Linked DNA regions of Ovis aries: region 1 is linked to region 2. Evidence: chromatin contacts called from public Hi-C data. All regions are on one chromosome and are shown on one strand. The core of a region is the stretch at or near the end of the contact, and the rest is flanking DNA. Distances in the headings are between cores, read along the strand shown.

The links. Hi-C and Micro-C count contacts between places; a contact is called where the count stands out from the background.
Region 1: a Hi-C map of skin fibroblasts shows a contact between it and region 2, with 1.8 times the contacts expected there. The contact joins the enhancer-like site here to the promoter of REEP3 in region 2. A contact is called at or near these places in 2 of 16 Hi-C or Micro-C datasets (skin fibroblasts and tail adipose tissue).

The regions. Positions count from the first base shown.
Region 1 is chr25:19,068,181-19,070,880 of ARS-UI_Ramb_v3.0, forward strand. No RefSeq gene overlaps it. Among named protein-coding and RNA genes, the nearest start is that of JMJD1C, 180 kb to the left of the region's middle. Within about 2 kb of position 1,356, at least 35 of the 54 cell types and tissues checked have an H3K27ac peak or open chromatin away from gene starts, as enhancers often do.
Region 2 is chr25:18,886,187-18,888,886 of ARS-UI_Ramb_v3.0, forward strand. REEP3 (receptor accessory protein 3) reads left to right here and starts at 1,374. Exons shown (of 10, transcript XM_060406503.1): 1 at 1,374-1,551. JMJD1C (jumonji domain containing 1C) reads right to left here and starts at 1,826. Exons shown (of 26, transcript XM_027962302.3): 1 at 1,711-1,826.

The DNA.
Region 1 (2,700 bases), core at 106-2,605, 180 kb after region 2:
CATTTGAATCAAAAATCCCCTTAACTGTTAAAGCCAATTTCAGTTAGATTTTCTGCTACCGCTTGAGTCCTAACTGACAGTGAATGGGGAGAGGTCTTATTCCATTCCTAGGAAGTCCCATTTTGATGTAATGTGGATGCCTTTATGGGTCACCATGGTCAGAAAGCGTTTCATAACATCTGGTGGTGTGATTTAGAAAGACTTTCTTGTGGAGGTTTGCTGAGGAAGTGTCCACAGGGAGAGCAGAAGTCTGTGATCTCAGCCTCTCATCCATCAGCTGGGATGTGGAAGGTTTATGTTCTCGACCCAGGGCCCTACTTCCATGTTGCTTTCCAGATAGAGTGAGAGAATGACTTATCAGTGGGGGTACAAACAGATTCAGGGGCACTAAGCAATCTGAGTTAGGTGTTTGGATATTTTCAGCTGTCCAGGAAAGCCAATTTTGCAGCTCTGGATCTTTGAGGCCTGCACGGAGGCCTGTAGTTTACCTGACTAGGGATGGGGAAGAAGCTATCAGTCCTATGAGTTTGGGGCAGTCCATCCCATGGGAGAAGAAGGAGGCCCCTGCTGTAGTTGGTCTGTCTAGGCTGCTTAAAGTAACCTTCCAGAGTTATTTCTAGACAATTTTGCTTGTCACACTTACTAACCTTAACTCCTGACCTAGCCAGTCATTTAAAATCCTTTGCATGCTTTACCAGTCAGTTCAGGGTAAAGTCCAATGAGTTTGTCTTCCAAGACAGTCACCATCTGGCCTAACCTAACTCTTCAGTCTTTTTTTAAAATTTATTTTTGGCTATGCTGGGTCTTTGTTGCTGCTCAGGCTTTCTCTAGCTGCAGTGCATGGGTTTCTCATTGCCTAGGCGCATGGTCTCAGCAGTTGCGGTTCATGGTCTTAGTTGCCCTGTGGCACGCGGGATCTTCCTGTACCAGGTATGGAACCCATGTCCCCAGGACTGGCAGGCAGATTCTTAACCACTGGACCACCAGAGAAGTCCTTCAGTCTTTCTTTTGTCACTTTTACGTTATATCATAAACTCCAAGTGTACCAGACGACCTTCTTCACTCCTAACATTTCCTGTATTATTGCTTCTCTGTGCCGGGAAGACTTGCGCACTATGCCTCTTCCTGGAATGCATATTGCTGTGCAGTCTGCCCATTAAATTTCCTCCTCATCAAAGCTTGCTCATCCTTAAGGTTTCAGCTCAACTACTCCTCTCTCTGGGAAACATTCCCAGATCTTTAATCCACATACCCAGCATAATTAATCATCGCTGCCTTTGCATTCCCACAGCACTCAGCACACACTGTAGCTTATCACCTTGTTAAGCAACATAGCAGTGGCCTCCCCTAGATTATGAGTTTCCTGAGCACCAAGAGTTTGTTCTTATTTGTTCTTATAGCTTAAGCCCTACTGGGCTTCTGTCCCTGGGATGGATCCTGCTGGCCCCACTGTGGGATGCTGCCTTTTATTCTGCCCTTTATTCTCATTAGGGAGCTGCCTTATGGCTAAAGTTTACTAGGTTGTACAGGCCTCTCCCTGGTGATAAGAGAATCTAAAGATCGAGGAGGTGCAGCCTGTTAAAATGTTACAATTTGTAACCAAGCCTGAAGAGGGCTAAACAAGTTTGGAAGGGGACAAAATTAGGAAGAGGTGAAGCTTAATCTTTCGGAAAAACTTCTCACATGGTCAGTGGGACTTGGGAGAATAGCCATTGACACAGACGATGATAATATGATCTAGTGTAGAAAAGGAACACTATAATAATTTTTTTTAAAAAGTAATTATCCCTTTGACTGCGCTGGGTCTTTAGTTGCAACACAAGGGATCTTTAGCTGCAGTATGTGGGATCTAGTTCCCTGACCAGGCATCAAACCCACATCTCCTGCATCCAGAGTGAGAGTCTTAGCCATCAGACCACCAGGGATGTCCCCAGGAACAGTACCATAGTTTTTGAAACAAAGATTTCTCTTTCTGTGACCTTTTCTTGATATGATTGTGTTGATGTTAACTTTATTACTGCAACTGAATCCCAAGGTATCAGGATGTACTCCAAACAGCTGTGAATGTGGCCTTTCACTGATTTGCCCCCACCACTTGGGCATATAGGGGTAAGGCTTCCTGTTTCCACAGTCATGGAGCCTGGGTTGTTCCAGTTAAAGTACTAGTGACAGGCACTTAAATTAGACCACACAGAGTTAAGGAAAATCATTGGCCCTTTCATTTTCATCAGGTCAACACACTTTAAAGGTTTGTAGTTATACACTTTGACCTCTATGGGTTTCTGGAACAACAAAGCACTGTCCAGAATGATAAGACCCAGCAGGTGATGTGGCTTTTCTGTAAGTTTATTCAGTCACCTCAGGACACACCTAAAGGTAGGCTGATGCCAAAGTACACAGGCCACTGGGTGTGAGCCTGCAGGGAGCAGAGACTGGGAGGGCTAATGGAGCCGTTGGCATGGTGACAGACTGCAGGTCTGGTCTGGCCTGCATGACAGCTGCTCGTGTTCCCAGGACCAGAGCCAGCTGGTGGCTCACGGCAGTGGTTTCTGGGTCCTGGCTCCATTCCAAGACCAGCCCAAGCTCCTTAGCCCTGACCTGGCTGTGGCTTTGTTCTGTCTCCAAACTGTGGTTCCGCCCCCTGAGCCAGAAGCCTTTGCTCCCTAAACCATGCCCTTCTCCCAGCCTGACATACAGCCT
Region 2 (2,700 bases), core at 124-2,623:
GAGATCCCTGAAATTAATATATACGTTCTTAAAATGCATAAATAAGCAAAAAGAGCCTCAGTTCAGTTCAGTCACATCCAACTCTTTGCAACCCAAGAGTACAAAGCCTACCCAAGAGTAAAAAGGAGTTTCCGATTTCATTCCTTGCATAACAAAAACATTACTAATGTACTGAACCTGGGACTTTAAAAAAACTCAGGATAATCTCCTATTCGTTTTTTATTTTCTCTCAAACAAGTGGCACAATTTTATAAAATGTATTTAGCGTACTTCATGTCACTCTTGGAAGGCCAAGAGGTAAACCGCAGTATTACTGACCTCTTTTTACTACAGGGAAACTGAGGAACAAAAAGAATAAATTACAGTATGGTCACAAAATAAACTATTTCCTAGACCTTTTAATCAAAGGCTTGAAGCCCATGTCTCATCCTTTATTCTTCGTACCATCTGAACACTAGAATTATCTTTTATTACCATCTTAACAGGAAAAAAAAAAAAGATGCGACTAAATTTCAAGATCACTTCCTCGATTCGGTATTGCCACCAAAAATATCAGAGTTTAAATTCTACCTCCTGAAATTAAGATACCTGCAAGGTGCGAGCAATAACCCAACTTCCCAAAAAACAGACAGCTATAAATAGTAAGACAGGTCACGAATCCTAAACCCAACTTTTACTCTGAATATCTGGCAGGTCAGAGGTGTGTTTGTAATACAGGCTTTGCGGATGTTGTGATGGGACGATGTCGTAAGAGGCCCAGAACAGTGGTATCTACACGCTCACTACTGCAAACTTGAAATCCAAGGCTTTCCTCCTCTTCCCCTCCCTGCATTGCACCACAAACCAGGAGACTCCTGACAGGCCTGTACAACGATTCTCCCGACCTCTGCCTGAAAATGCGGTACTTTGATGATGTCCAGGGCCTCGGTGAACAGTGAGAACACCGATGTAGCTAAACGCATCTCCAAATTTCTCCTCTCCAGAATCTAGGGCCTGGTCCAAAAGGATTCCGTCAGACAGAGTTTCCACGACTATCTTGTTTTTCACACAGATATCAACAACCCTCACCCCCAAGTCCCCTTCCTCAGCCTCTCCCCACCCTCTCCCCTCTACGCCTCGTGGACGTTCTGGACAAAGGAGGCAGAGCAGGGAGGGTAGAGCCAAGGAGCCAGGCCGCAAGGCCGTCCGGCGCGGGCAGGGGTCCCGGCAGCCCAGCCCCCGGAGCCGGGCAGCCCAGACTTGGCCTCGGCCAACGCGCCGCCGCCGCCTATCAGCGGAGCGTAGGGGCGGGGCTGGCTGGCTCCGCGGCGGCTCCGCAGGCGGGCGGGGAAGGGTGGGGGGGACCGACCGCCGCGCAGCTCCGGCCGCCGCGCGCAGACACCGGGCCCGGCTCCCGAGGGCGCCAGCGCGGCCCCGGGGAGTGCGAGGAGCCGGAGGGCGCGCGGCCTGCCGTTGGCCGCCTGGTCCGCCACCCTTGGCACCCACCCGCCCCCGACGTGGGGTCCAAGCCCCCGGGAAGATGGTGTCCTGGATCATCTCCAGAGCCGTGGTGTAAGTGTCGCTCACGGCGCCCCTCCGCCCCCACGCGAGGCCCGGGAGGCCGGGGGTGGCGGCAGGGGCCGGGAGGAGAAGGGAAGGCCCGGGCCTGGGCGGGGTGGGCCGGCCCGGCCTCGGGCCTGCCCGGGGTCTGGGAGCCCTCGGCCTCCTCACCCTAGTCCACGTCGCTGCGGGGCTCCCTGCGTCGGCCGAGGGCCCGGCTCCTGCGGTGCGGCCGGACTGCGTGCGGCTCGTCGGCCCTGCTCCCGCGGCGCTGGGTGGGCAGGCGCGCAGGGCAGGCGGCGCGCGCTCCCTGCTCCCTCTCCCCGCGCTGCGCGGCACCGCCCTGCGGGCCCGGGAGCGGCGCGCCTCGCGGCGGCGCCCTGCGCAGGCTCCGCAGAAGCTAAGCGCGGGAGGCTCGGCGATCCTCCTGAGGATTTCGTGGCAGCGCCGAGCCTTTGTATCGTGCGTTGCGGGTCTCCCAGGGCCGCTGATTGCCTCTCGGTCACGTGTGGTAGGAGGAGAGATTTGTCTAAAAATCCGAGACCGCTCCCAGCTCAGATCCCTAGGAAGGGTCTCAGTTGCCCCGAGATTTACAGCTTATCGAGAAAGGAGCTCATTATTGAATGGTGACACTCGCCTGCTCGAACGGATCCCAGAATTTGGCCCTGTCGTGGTGGATATATTTGCAAAGGGATTGAGAGATTACAGATGCTTGTTGCCTTTGTTCAGATTATCCATTCATTTCATTGTGCTTTTACCACTAAGTTACAGGCCCATAAGAAAAAAATTAGTTGAGTTGTGGGGTTTACTCTGTAAAGGTTGGACTACAATTTAAACTGATTTCCTCCAATCCTTCCTGACTTAACCCCCACCTGGAACACGGGAAGTCACGAAGTAAACAGCAGTGACGTAGTTATAGCCAGGGGCCAATGTATTCATTAATCATGATCTCTGTAGGAGTATTATCTCTACCTTTCTGAAATGTTTTCAGGTGGCAGGCCTCTCCGATTAGCTTTATAATGTGGAAAAAAAAGAACATTGCCAGATTGCTCATTTATTTCTCAATCAGAATTAGCTAATTTTTCAGTTGTTTTGTGTTCTGGTTTCTTTGGGGTTTGTTTTGTTTTTTCTTTGAGAGTGAATCAATCGCTTAGTAGCCCT